2 separate regions of the Mus musculus genome follow, and region 1 is linked to region 2. A link is a contact called in public promoter capture Hi-C data. All regions are on one chromosome and are shown on one strand. Each heading gives the region's core, a stretch centred on a gene start, on an enhancer-like site or on the middle of the called end of the contact. The rest is flanking DNA. Distances are from core to core; before and after follow the strand shown. Region 1 has its middle 120 kb from the start of Gm29835. Region 2 holds the start of Kidins220 (kinase D-interacting substrate 220).

Region 1 (6,750 bases), core at 2,118-4,617, 890 kb after region 2:
TCTTTATTTAGCTTAATGAGTTGCATTGCGTGTCCTCTGCTCTCCATTTAGGCCTTAATACTAATCACGTTAATTATATTTTATTGTATTTGCAGTGTCTGAAAAGAATCCAGAAGACAGGTCTCGCTGTTGCTTGGTGTTTAATTCATAGCATCTAAAACCATGTCTGGCTTCTAGCAGACAGTCATTAAATCTTTCTGGAATAAATGAGTGAGTGAGCAAGTAAATTAATGGAGGGGGATGATGACTTAAGAATAAAAACAGGCTTATATTTCCAAGTTCAAAATATATAACATAAATCTTTTAAAATTGCTTAAACTTAGAAAGTTCATTAATATAGAAAAACCCTAGGAAGAATTAACACCAGATATCTGCCTCTATCTTTTCTTTTCCTTCTACCAGCTAGAAAATTTGATGCCACAGAGGCTTGGGGGGGGGGTAGTATGTGCTAAGATGGAGGGGGACAAGCATAGGGTGGGGGGGGATTCTTGAATCTCTGGGGCAGGCTTGCAAATCAAGCATTTCTGCTTGTGAGCTTTCTTCAGTTTGAATAAACTCAAGTGTAGAGGCTGAAGTTTCAGCTGAGAGAAGTCCCTTTCTGCTTCCCCCGGGGCCTGCTGAGGTGGTGTCAAGATTTGGGTTAGTCCTGCAGTGCAGGAAGATTAAATAACGGAAGCTGTGAAGCCGTGAGTCACCCTGGTTTAGTTGAACATTACCTCTGCTACTTATTAAAGTCTGCAATAAAAACATGTGTGTGCGCGCGCACACACACACACACACACACACACACTCATGCAGACACACACTAGGGAGATGAGGCTGCAGCTCAGTGTGGGAAGGAGTTAAGACCCTTAAACAAGGCAAATGAGAGGGTAGACAGAAGCAAGGGTCTGATGGGAGGTCAGAGCTTAGTGGTAGCCCAGGGGAAGGAGAGCCTGTAGTGACTCATGGGGAACAGGAATAATGATGACAAGCCAGGAAGAATCATATTCCTTGATGCTATAGAAGATGGAGTTGTTCAACTATGGGAGTAGATGTTATGGTTTGGAGATGAAGCGTTCTCTTAAAAGTATATGTACTACACATTTGGTCAGCAGTTGGCAAAACCAATAATGGAGAGGTGATTGGCTTATGGATGAATTACTCCCTTCATGTACTTGTAATTTAACAGTGTGACTAGGTGGCACTGAAGAATAAAAGGCCTGGTAAGAGGAAGGAGGTTAGTGGGACTTGCCTTTGAAGTGTGTCTTTAGATTCCTCATCTTATCTCAATCTTGGCTACTCTGAAGCAGGAAGCCCTGGTACACCAAACTCTTTCTACCAGGATGCTTTTGATCTGCCTGCTGCAGCCCAAAACAATTGGATGGGCTGACCAAGGATTAAAATCTCTGAAATCATGAGTCAAATGCATATTTAACGTTTGAAGTTGTTTATCTCAGGGTTTTTTTGTTTGTTTGTTTGTTTGTTTTTTTTTTCTTGTTTTTTGTTTTTTGTTTTTTGTTTTTGTTTTTGTTTTCGTTTTGGTTTTTTTTTGCCACAATGACCAAAAGCTAACAGAATGTATGACAGGAAGCACTTTCAATTCTGTATGGTCACAGAGATTTGTACAAAAGTATTGTGTTTAAAATTTAAAAAGTGTTTGGGAGTCCTGTGTGTCTCAGTTAGGGTGGTATGATGAAACACCATAATCAAGAGCAAGATGGGGAGGACAGGGTTTATTTAGCTTATACTTCCATCACATGACATGCTATCATCAAAGGAAGTCAGGACAGGAACTCAAGCAGGGCAGGAACCTGGACACAGGAGCTGATACAGAATACATAGAGGGGTGCTGCTTACTGGCTTGCTCACCCTGCTTTAAAGAAACTAGGATCACCAGCGTAGGGATGGAACCACCCACAGTAGCACCCTCCCAGTCAATCACCAATTAAAAGAACCCTACAGGCCTGCCCACAGCCTGTCTTATTGAGGCATTTTCTTAATCGAGAGCGTCTATTCTCTTAGATGACTTTATCTTGTGACAAGTTGACATAAAACTATCAGCACATTATGAAAAGGACAGAAATCTAATAGTATGTGACACAAAGACTACAAGCCTGTGTGGCAGCTCTGTGGCTGGAAAAACTGTAACACATCCATACCACAAAAGCAACTAACTCACGAAATAGTGGGGCAGAAGAGCATTTGTCAGTAACTTGAGATGTATAAAGATGTCATGTGAGCCCCAGTCCCACTGGACCTAAAGTTGGACTGCATCATTTGGGCTATGATAATGTGAGGTGCCTGGCACTGGCCATTGTGTCCCTCATGCTCAGCAAATACTGTAGCGTTGTTCCTTCTGTTTGTATGTGATAGTCTATGTGAAATGTAAGTTGTCTGATGACTTTGACACTCAACCAAGAAAAGAAAATTGAGAGTAAGAAGAGAATCATGAATTTAAGTCTAGTTCCCACTGAGAGTTCTCTGTATCATCCAGAGGAGCCTCCTCCATTAAAGAAGAGGCTAGTGCCAAGACTTCATGGGAAAAATGGACATGATGGAGTCCTGGCCTGGGAACAAGAAATGACATGTTCTTGCTTCTAAGTCTAAGCTTCAGGCAGGAGATGTACTGAGGACAGCAGGGCAGGCTACACTTGGCTATCACACCTGAAACACACACAAATATATAGGGAATCAAGAAGTGCTCAGTTATCTTCAAGACCCATCAGAGGTGACAGGGAGGGTTCCTTAATCAAAACTGCCCAGACAAGGACAACTGAGTATGGGCTAACTGTCTCTAGGAACACACATGGCCATGGACAGGGACATCTGCAGCTAATCTGATATTTGGTTCCCTGAAACATGTTTTGGAAACTAAATGTCTTCCTACCAAATTTCTGTCATCTATGTTGATCTGTCATTGTTGAGATGCCTTGATATTTATTAAAGTGGTTTTGTTTACTGAAGATTCACCTTGACATGATCCTCATCTTTATCAGGACTTATTTGGTATAATAGAAGAAGAAAAATAAATAAAAAGAAGCAAGGAAAGAAAGATGAAAGGAATGAATAGAAAACAGTGAAAGAAGGGGAGAGGGGGAAACACACACACACACACACACACGGCAGAGGGGCCAGCAATGAGGGAGATTTTGTTCAGAGCAACTAAGCTCAAGAATTAAAAACCAGAAAAACAATGTAGAGTGGGACTGGGTTTGAGAGCTGATCCAGTTTGGTAAGGGAACTTTCCATTTTCTACATAAAGTCCCGAATCTGACTCAGGTAATAGTTGGCTGTGATTCATCCAATCATTCATGCATAGATCCTCTGGGCCACTTGATATTTTTCTTTGCAAATGTTGAAATAAAGGTTCAGTGACACTTCTAACTGGTTCAACTGAACAGCATTGGCAAGGATTTGGGTCAGAGTTGAAGCTTGCTTTCTGCAATTCCAAACATGGCTTTCCACGTGGTCCTTGCTCTTTCTGTAATACTCTTCAAAGGGATAATTTCCGTAGTTGTAAAGGATCCTTAGTTCATGGTTCCAATATAGGAGAAAGGCTTTTTGGAGGACTCAGAAAAAGCAGTGTCTGATATACATTAGTATACTACATGTGCTCAATCCTCTATCTATCCATCATCTATCTATCCATCTATCATCTATCTATCTGTTTGTCTATCTGTCTGTCTATCATTTATCTTATTTTTTCAGAAGCAATGAAACTATGGAGAGTAGTGGGTAGCATAGTGAGAGGAGACAAAGGTGGAAAGATGAGGAGAGGAACTCTGTACAGGGTATCACACACCATCTATGACCTGTACTGTCAATGCTACACAAGTGTTGTAGAGCTTTCAGTAAAGGTCAGACAATCCTGATGATGAGAACAATGGGCCAAGCCAGAGGGCCCCATCTTTGCCCCCTCCACACTTTTACTCCTTTTTTCCCATTTTTATTAGGTATTTAGCTCATTTACATTTCCAATGCTATACCAAAAGTCCCCCCATACCCACCCACCCCCACTCCCCTACCCACCCACTCCCCCTTTTTGGCCCTGGCGTTCCCCTGTACTGGGGCATATAAAGTTTGCATGTCCAATGGGTCACTCTTTCCAGTGATGGCCGACTAGGCCATCTTTTGATACATATGCAGCTAGAGTCAAGAGCTCCGGGGTACTGGTTAGTTCATAATGTTGTTCCACCTATAGGGTTGCAGATCCCTTTAGCTCCTTGGGTACTTTCTCTAGCTCCTCCATTGGGAGCCCTGTGATCCATCCATTAGCTGACTGTGAGCATCCACTTCTGTGTTTGCTAGGCCCCGGCATAGTCTCACAAGAGACAGCTACATCTGGGTCCTTTCAATAAAATCTTGCTAGTGTTTGCAATGGTGTCAGCGTTTGGATGCTGATTATGGGGTGGATCCCTGGATATGGCAGTCTCTACATGGTCCATCCTTTCATCTCAGCTCCAAACTTTGTCTCTGTAACTCCTTCCATGGGTGTTTTGTTCCCAATTCTAAGGAGGGGCATACACACTTTTACTCTTACCACTAGTTGGAAGCGCTTTTTTTTTTTTTTCTCTCGTCAATGGCAGACCTCAAATTCCTATGCTGGAAAAATGTCAAGGTCTTCAAGTTCTTTAAGAAGAGACTGCCCACTTCTTCTGAGGTTCACACCAGAAATGCTGGCTAGTATGTGGGGGAAAAGAGGCTTTCTTTGTGGTTTGCCAGCTTCATGGGCTGACACATAAATAAGCATAGGTAAATAATTTTCTGGAAACCAGCCAAGTAAAATGATATGTTCTCAGACCAACCTGGAGATCCGAGTCAGAAGTGAGGCCATCTTTGCCACAGTGCTCATGCATGGTTTACAGGTTCCCTGTTTAGCTGACTCCCTTGGAAGAGTCTGTATAATACCAGATCAAGCCTCCTTAGGTCTTACTCTAAAGACTGTCTCTAAACAGAGCAAAAGAGGAGACAGGCATCTTGAAGCTGAGAAGTGGGAGGGAGAACAGAGATAAGAGAAAAAAATAGGAGTTGAAATCTGTGATGGGCAACCACAGACCTCATGCCTAGGGGATTAAAACACTCTATAGTGATTATCCCCAAATGGATTGCATTGTGTCTTTTCATTGTGATGGTGCTAAAATGGTCACCAGGAAGTCAGAAAGTCAACTTCAGGTTTTCACCAGCATTTGTGTGTACCATGGGAACCCCTCACATGACCTGCATATGTTAGCTAAATGCCCCAAACCAATGGTAGATGCCTGGCATTGAAGAGCTCTGGAGATGCCTTCCTCCTGAAGAGCCACAGTGGCTTTTCAGAAGGCCTCTCTGGGTTTTACAGTCAGAGCCTCTGAAATTCTCAGGGCCCCAGGAGTGATCTTTACAGTCGTTATCTGTGTGTTCCAGGTAGCTGATGCTCTCTTGTTTAAAATTCTCCAGTGAGATTCCAGATTTGTCAGGGTGAACTTCAAAGTCCCTGTGTCCTTTGGTTACTGTGAGCCTTTGCAGGCCTCAGCCCCCTCTCTACGTGAAATATTTTCTTTCTGGCATTTTCAAGGATGGACCCCTTCTCATGTGTGTACGTGTGCATGTGTTTTCATGTGAGTGAGTTGTGTCCTTTATCAAGTGTCCTCTAATTCCTGACCCCTGACTGTTTTGGGACAGGGTCTCTCACAGCCTGCCAAGTAGACTAGGATGGCCGACCAGTGACCTCCAGTGGTCAGCCTACTTGCCTCCCCTTCCGGAGTCTGGAGTTTTAAGTGCTTACTCTTCCCATTCTGAAACTTGTGATGGACACCAAGCTTTCGTCAAACTCAGAGTTTCTCCTGCCTCTGCCTGACAAATGCAGGCACTAAAAGCGTACACCACTCTATTTTGCTGTTTGCCCTGCTCTAACTCCCTTTATTTTATATTCTCTCTGCTTTAACAATCGATGTCTCATCCCACTTTCTCACCATGTTCCTGTTCCATCCTGTTATTCCTCCCCTCCCCTTGCCGCCATCAAGACACTGTTGGTAAGATGCTGCTTCCTGTGAGACCTGCCCTGGAAGTGAGCTGGGCTATCCCTGTTCTCATCGAAGCTTAGGCTTGCTCTGTTGCTGCTCTGGATTCTCTGGGCATTTTCTCACTTAGTTTTCTTTTGCCTCTCCCTGGTGACTTTGACTTGCATGTGCAGTCTGTGATCTAAACACAGGGCACAACTGGTGACAGAAAAAAAAGATAAACAAATAAATGTGAGATAAAGAAATAAAAGGAAACTAGGCGTACTGACATTCTAATAAAGAGGTCTCTGTACTATCTATCATGCAGAGGCCCAAAATGCTGTCATAACCTTTTGCCTCCTCAGGCTGTGTAGGAACCATGCTAACCTCAGCCTCGGCAATGTGACAGATCTTCCTGGAATAACCAGAATCAGGGGGGCTGGGTGTCTCTTGCCCACACCCAGTGCTGTGTTCGCTTTCTGTGTTTCCTGTCTGCCCACTCACGTTTGATTTGGTCTCTTTCTCATCAGTGAGGCTATTTTCTTTCACAACATATGCTTATTTTTTATTTTGCCCATCCTTTTGAAATGCTCATGTCTCTCTGACATTTGTCAAAATGGTTTAATGTTTTTTATTTTATAAATTCACGTCTTTAGAGACCTGCCCTTGCAATTTAGGGATACAACCACCAGGTGGCAGGATGGCTTTCAAACTACCAGGCTCAGCCTATTGGCTGAATTCTGTAGGAAGTAGGTGTCTACCCAACTTAAGAATGGCAGCCCCTGCAGGG
Region 2 (7,537 bases), core at 4,926-7,425:
GGTCCAGGAAAGGTAGTGAATGTCTTTATTCTCAGGAGACTGAGGCAAGCAAATCTCTGAGTTCAAGGCCAGCCTGGGACAAAGCAAGTTTCAAATCCAGGCACGGTGGTATACACCTTTAATTTGGGCCATACCTTCTGCTGGAGGCCTACATAAAGACATTGGAAGAAGGAAGACTAACTCTTCTTTACCTGCTTGCCCTTACTTGCCAGCACATCTGTTGGAATCCACATCTTCAAGATTTCAGCTGAATTATGTCTTTTAAAGTCACAAAACAGGTTTGGCTTCTGTCTTAGTTAGGGTTTTACTGCTGTGAACAGACACCATGACCAAGGCAAGTCTTATAAATGACAACATTTAATTGGGTCTGGCTTAAAGGTTCAGAGGTTCAGTCCATTATCATAAAGGCAGTAATATAGCAGTATCCAGGCAGGCATGGTGCAGGAGTAGCTGAGAGTTCTATATCTTCATCTGAAGGTTGCTAGCAGAATACTGGCTTCCAGGCAGCTAGGATGAGGGTCTTAAAGCCCATGCTCACAGTAACACACCTACTTCAACAAGACCACACTTACTCCAACAGGGCCACACCTTCTAATAGTGACACTCCCTGGGCTGAGCATATACAAACTACTAGATTCCACTCTCTGAACCCCATAGGCTTGTTCAAACACATGAATCTATGGGGGCCATATCTAGTCATAGCACAATAAAAAAGTAAATTTAGTCCAACTTCAAAAGTCCCAGTGGTCTACAGCAGTCTCAATAGTGTTAAAATTCCAAAGTTCAAGGTCTTTTCTGAGATTCATCCAATCACTTAACTGTAATCCCTAAAGCAAGACAGGAAATCAGCTGGGCAAACTCCAAACTCTGCATCTCTATGTCTGATGTCAAAGTGGTCTTCAGATTTCCAACTCCTTTTTTTTTTTTTTCATCTTTGCTAACTGCAACAAACTTCTTTCACCTGGGTTGGATCCACTCCCTGTTAGCAGCTTTTCTCAGCAGATAGACCACGGCAACTTCAGTGTTACAGCTTCTTGTTTCAATGTCTGGCATCCACACATGATCTTCTGGGCTCCTCCAAAGGCTAGCCTCAAGATGTTTGAGCCCCAACAGAATGAATTAAAACTTTTATTCACTCTTAGAAAGAATAATAAAGTAGATCGTGAGAAAATTCAGGACATATCTAATACAAGGGAAGTGCTGGGTGACTGTCTGTCACCTGACTTTCTGAGTCAGTGGCACTGAGAAGCTCAGGACAGCACACACAGGCTCCTGACATTTGGTTCCCTCCTGCTTTGTATTGTGGGTTTCTAATACAGTACCTTTTGGTGAGAACTCCCTTGTGAATGGCTGAAGAATCCCAACTTGTTGCCTTGGCTATTCCATAGAAGTTTTACATGGAGCCACATGTCACTACAGTTCTGTTTGCTGGATTGTAGGACACTGTCCTCAGAGCATAGCAGCCATTACCATCTTCATCAGAGCAGCAGTGACTTTATGGGAATATCAAGATCAGGCCTGGTGACCTCTGATGGAAAACAGAGTTATCAGACAGTCACCCAAGACCTCAGCCATTCTCTCCTGCACCTCCTTGCCTGGTGAACATTGCTCTGCCCCAGATGCATCTACTCTTGGAGTCTTGAGTGGTGGCGGAGTGTGTGGAGTGAGGAAGGTTAACAGAAGCCAAGGACTCTCTCTGCAGCTATGGGGAATTCATCATCCATACTGGGTTGAGACTTTTCAGTGTTGTGGTTGTTTGGGGTCCCACACACTCCTCCTATAAGTAGGTATTATTGGAATCGGGGTGTGGAGAAGGAGAGGAAGGTAGGAGGTGTGGCCTACTTGGAGGAAGTGAAAGGGTCACTGTACTGGCTGGTTTTGTGTGTCAACTTGACACAAGCTGGAGTTATCACAGAGAAAGGAGCTTCAGTTGAGGAAATGCCTCCATGAGATCCAGCTGTAAGGTATTTTTCAATTAATGATCAAGTAGGGAGGGCCCAGACCATTGTGGGTGGTGCCATCCCTGGGCTGGTAGTCTTGGGTTGTATAAGAAAGCAAGCTGAGCAAGCCAGTAAGCATCATTCCTCCATCCCCTCTACATCAGCTCCTGTCTCCAAGTTCCTGCCCTGTGTGAGTTCCTGTCCTGACTTCCTTTAGTGATGAACAGCAACGTGGAAGTGTAAGCTGAATAAACCCTTTCCTTTCCAATTTGCTTCTTGGTCATGATGTTTTGTGCAGGAATAGAAACCCTGACTAAGGCAATCACTCAGGGTGTGACCTTCTATATGTTACCTTGGTCTTTCCCTCTATTCCTTTCTCTCCCTCCACCACCTGTTCATAGTATCATGATGTTCTACCTAAACTATGAGGCCAAGTCCCCACAGACTGCTAATCCCATGAAAGTTATGAGTCTAAATAAATTCTTCCTGTCTTAAGTGAGTTGTTTCAGATGTCTTATCACAGTGACACAAAAGTAACTTAAACAGCAGCATTTATCACTCATCAAGGCAAACACCCCCAGAGCATCTCTGTATTAGTATCTTTTCTTCCTGCTGTGACAAAGTCTCTGACAGTGGCAACATGGAAGGAAGGGAGGGAGGGAGGGAGGAAGGAAGGAAGGAAGGAAGGAAGGAAGGAAGGAAGGAAGGAAGGAAGGAAGGAAAGAAGAAGGAAGGGTCTATTTCGGCTCCCAGTTGGAGGTAGAGTTCATGGCAGCAGGGAAGCTGGGGCTTGAAGCAGCTGGGCCATGTCCATCAGCAGCCAGAAAGCAGGGGGTGAGGGATGCTGGTATTCAGGTCTGTGTCACCCATGTCTAGGGCTTCCCAGCTCAACCTAATCTAGAAACTTCCTCATAGATACCCTCAAAGGTTGTCGCTTGGCTGACTCTAGATCCTGTTGATAGTTTAACTACCACAATCTCCAATACCACTCTTCGTTTCAACATTGTTTAGAGTATGAGTTGACCAATGAAGTTTATGCTTCATATCTCGATTAAGAAGCCAGAGAATCCTAAGTGGTAATAGAAAAGAAGCTGACACTTCAAATTTTTATGTGTTTGCCAAATTCTTGGTAACGAATACATATTCATCTTATTTGCTTCTTAAAAATACTTAACTTTCTAACTCCTCTGGGCTGGGGGAATGGGGTGCCATAAGAGAGAAGGAGTCAGATGCCCTGTAACTGAATTTATAGGCAGCTATTAGGCCACCAATGTGGGTGCTGGAACCAAACTCAGATTCTCTGCAAGAGCAGGTGCTATGAGCTATCTCTCCAGCTGTCCATATTTACTTTAAATCATAGAAGAGTAACACTGTAGCTGAGGCCGGCCTTAAATTGACAGCAATCCTCCTGCCTCAGTCTCCCCTATGCAGTGGAATTATAAGTATGATCTATCATACCAGCCAAGAAAGAACCATTTTAGAGCAACATAGTGTATAAAACATGTTGAGATTTCTGTGGAAAATATGCTAGACAATGAAACTGAAGCCACAGAGAAAGATTAGACCGTTGAAGTCATCAGGCCAGGTGCTGATGCTATGGAAAAAGGACCCGAGGGCGATCAAATTACAGCCTTGTTGGAGAGAGTGGCAAGGAGTGGAAAGATAATGCCTATTTTTCCTTCTCCATAAAAACACATGACAAGAAGGTAAGCCAGACTCTCAAAGCCGCTGATTCAGAGTCTTGGGTTGTTGAGTGATTCCAGAATCAACCCCACTGGGTGTGTCTCTTGGAAAGATCTAGGCAGGCTACATGAACCAGAGAAAGACCAGAGAGCAAGGGAAGAGGCATGTCTTTGAGACAAAACTGAGGAGGAAACCTTAGTTCTGCAGTAGTTCGATTGCAAGACTGGGTATGAGGGTCCATAGCGTGGAAGGGACCAGGGGCTGGCAAATCCTTGTTATCAAAATGAAACTTTCCCCTGAATCAGAGTAACCGTTCAGAGGCAGGAGGTAGAGGATAGAAACGTGTAGATTAACCCTGCTTCACCTAGGACTGCCCTGCAAACACTGCCTTCTTATCTCTCCCAATCCCCACAACATTTTGAATGCTTCTAAAAATCACTTTTATAAAATGTTATCTAGTCATTCTTAAATAATTAAAAAATTTATTTTATGGAAGGAATGCCTTATCCCTATAATTAAAAGGAAAAGGTCTGAGAGTTTTACCCCAATTCCTGTTCAGACCTGTCTGGTCCATGGCAGGGCAGGGGCTGGCTTTATAATTGTTGGAATGTGTTCCCAGCCTCCCTTGCCTCTCCTCACTGAGCCCACTCTGCATCCTGGTACCCTAACCTGCAGTTCCTAACCACAGTGCTTTCCAGATCAGCCCTAGGGAAGAATGGTGTGCTCCCTGAATGTCTGCAGGGATTTGGTTTCAATGATGGGAAGAAAGGTAGGTCGCCGAGCTGGGCTTGTGTCTGAGACCAAAGGCAATCAGTGGGATGTGCTTGCCCCTCATTCTGGTTTCCCCGCTGGAGGCAGAGAGCTCTGTGTAGGAAAGCATGAGCCTGGTCCTGTCTAAAGCCAGCTTCCTGGCTTGTGGAAGTCATCCCATTAATCTACTTGTCCCTCTGCACAAGTTAAAGGTACATGAAGGAGGGTCTGGGAGACTTGCATGAGAAATGAGTTGGAAGGCTAGGGCCAGGAACCTTCAGCCAATCTTTCTCAAATGTGAGCTGAGCCCCTGGGGGTAGCCCCCAAGGGCACAGGAACTACATTTCTGCAGCTATTTCTCTTCAGTGAGATCTTTTCAGTGACCTCTCTCACCCCTTGATAACATTCTCCCTCCCCTTCCCTCCCTTCTCTCCTTCCTTCCTCTTCTTCATCTTCTTCTTCTTCCTCCTCCTCTTGAGACAGGGTTTCACTATGCAGCCAGCCTCTAACTCACAGAGATTCCCCCTGCCTCTGCTTCTGAGTGCTGAGGGCAAAGGTGTGTACCACGAAGCCCAGTGTGTCTATTAGCAGAAAATACTGGCCAGTTTGCCCTGGCAGGGTTTGAAGGGGAAGGCAGGCAGAACAGGGCAAGGTCTGTGAGGGCACGCCTTCCAAGAGCCTCACTCCCAGGTGCTGTGGGGAACGGGCTCCACGGATGGGGGGGGCAGTACTGAAGAGTTTAACTGAGAAGTGCTTAGTGTCCTGACAGATAAGAAGAGTTCTGGGTAGGGAGAGGAGTTGAGAGAGTCGGCAGCCCATGGGGGAGTAAAAGGTTTAAAATAGATCTGAGTGATTAACACAGGAACTGCTTAGACAGTATGGGGTGATATGTGAGATAACTTTCCACTTCCTGTGGGGGTCCCACTCACTTCCGGAGATGGATCAGGAGGGAGCCTATAATATCGGCCATATTGGGGATGAGACTGACCGTGGGCAGAACTCTGGAACTCTGAATTAATTAAGGTAGGTGGAACCTGGGAAGGAGTACCATGCCTGGAAGAAGACTAGGAAATGGGTGTCAGGAGGCCCTTTGAAGGGAATATTGCCAGGATGGGGTTGCTGATGGTGGTCAGGGATCAGTTAATAGCATTTGGTGATACTTCTGCAGAGGTGGGAAGAGCAAAGTCTGGAAGGGCCTTGGGGGGTTGGGGCGGGGGGTCCTCAGCTGGAAGGAGGCAGTATGGACGTCTGCGGAGGCAGTGCATTCTTCCGATGATGGAGAAGGCAGATTTCGGACTTCTGGACCCTGGAAGGAGGAACTAAGCGACTTTCATTTGCAAAGTGGGCAATGGCTTCCAAAGTTGTAATTGTTGTTTATTTCTCTGAATTATTGCTTATAATGCCAGGTACGGGTTATAAATTAACTTTCAAAAGCGCGAATGACAGGGAAAAATATTGCCTGGGGCACCTGTGAAAAATACACTAATTTAGCTGGGTCAGCTGGGAGGTGGAGGCAGGAGGATCGGGAGCGTAAAGGTCATTCTTGGCTACATAGCAAGTTTGAAGCCTGCTTGGGCGACTTTGACTCTGTATCAAAACCAACCCAACCCAACCCAACCTAACCCAACCCAAACCATCTGAAGCCAAACCAGGCAAAGAAGCAATGTTTCCATTCCTTTAAAATAGAGGGAAGGGCGTCCAAGCCACTTCAGCACCTGCAACTCCTCCCACACTGCCCCCTCCAGGAGGCGTGGCCACAAGGAGCACCGCCCACCACACGACCACGTGACCTGTCAGTTCCTGACTCCTAGGAAGATGGCCGCCGGGCGTGGTGCGGGCATAGCTGTGTGCTCTTGGCGTCTTGTCCTCTGACAAGGTCTGCGGCGCTGTTCTGCAGAGCTGAGGGCGCCGTCTTCGGCCAGGCCGTGACACGGTCAGTGCGGAGGCGGAGAGGTCGGGTGAGGCAGAGCGACAGTGTCCGAGGCTGGGGGAGGGGGGAGGGGAAAGGGAGACGAGTCTGTCGGTGGCACCGGAGAGGGGGAGGGGGCCGGGATCGGAGGCTGGGTGCGGGGCGTCCGGGCGTCGGGCGAGGTCGGTGCAGCCAAGCGCGGAAGGCAGGCGCTCCGGTGCGGCGTTCTCCCGTGGGCACTGACTCCAGGCCCAGGCCGCTTTCCTTGTTGTCACACCCATCACTTAGTGAGTCCCGCAGCCGGTGCCCCTGAGCCTTACCTTCTTGGTTGCTTTGCTTTCCAGGGAGGAGAAGTTGTTTTCTTCTGTGCTAAATTGCCGAACCCACTGCCCCCATTGTCCTGTGCAGGCTTTTAAACGCCTTGCAAGATGCCCGCAAGCCCCCGAATAGAACGCGTCCATGTTTGCTTTGTGGGGATTTGTATACATTTTTTTTCCCTAGGTTGTCTTCACGTTTAAACCATTTTAGACCATTTTCTCATTAATAACTGTTTGTGGAGCTCTCTGCCCCCTAGAGGTGCTTGCTAAAAATGCACCGGTTTTGCTTTTCAGAGCTTCCCATTTCTTGGTGTGGGGTGTGGCTGAGGAAAAACCTCTTGGAGGTGATTCTGATGGGTTAGTCCCCCGCTCTCTTTTTGACGCTACGAAAAAACAAAGCGTCTACAGTAAAAGGAAAAGACACATAATCTATTTTTAAGGGCAGTTGGGTGTCTGGTTCAGAGCCAAGACTGGAAATGCTGTGGCAAGGTGCGTTCTTTGTTCTCAAGCTTTACAACGACAGTCAGTCAACTTGATCAGACCGACTTGGGGGTCCTTGTTAAAAATTTGTTTCTGAGCTTCACCACAGGCCTGCAAAAATGGGACTATTTGGGTCAGGAGACAAATAATTGCACACCAGTTTGAGAATCCTTTTAAACACTCTGAGAATGGTTTCCAGATTTATCTTTGGCATCTCGTTTCCATAAATTCTTTTCTCTTTTTCATTTTTTTCTACCTTCCCTCCTTCCCTCCCTCCCTCCCTCCCTCCCTCCCTCCTTTTTCTCCTCCTCCTTCATCCCCCTCTTCTCCTTTTTTTCCTCTCCCTCCCTGGTCTTCTTAATATGTAGCCCTGGTCTGCTTGGAACTGATAGAGATCAGCCTGCTTCTGCCTCCCAGGCCCCTGTGCCACTACATCATTCTCTAGTTATCAGCTCTTT

Evidence for each region. Promoter capture Hi-C pulls out the DNA fragments that hold promoters and counts their contacts.
Region 1: a promoter capture Hi-C map of liver shows a contact between it and region 2, with 2.8 times the contacts expected there. The contact joins the enhancer-like site here to the promoter of Kidins220 in region 2. A contact is called at or near these places in 6 of 39 promoter capture datasets (cranial neural crest, frontonasal cranial neural crest, liver and 2 more), 1 of 115 datasets of contacts at active chromatin or transcription factors (large pre-B cells) and 1 of 9 other capture datasets (liver).

Annotation. Positions count from the first base shown.
Region 1 is chr12:25,857,919-25,864,668 of GRCm38.p6, forward strand. No RefSeq gene overlaps it. Among named protein-coding and RNA genes, the nearest start is that of Gm29835, 120 kb to the right of the region's middle. Within about 2 kb of position 3,368, at least 4 of the 459 cell types and tissues checked have an H3K27ac peak or open chromatin away from gene starts, as enhancers often do. A contact at or near this core is called in liver, where this site is marked.
Region 2 is chr12:24,968,757-24,976,293 of GRCm38.p6, forward strand. It overlaps Kidins220 (kinase D-interacting substrate 220), which reads left to right and starts at 6,176. Exons shown (of 32, transcript NM_001081378.1): 1 at 6,176-6,306. Gm36236 (a long non-coding RNA gene) reads right to left here and starts at 6,841. Exons shown (of 2, transcript XR_381341.3): 1 at 6,603-6,841; 2 at 3,429-6,357.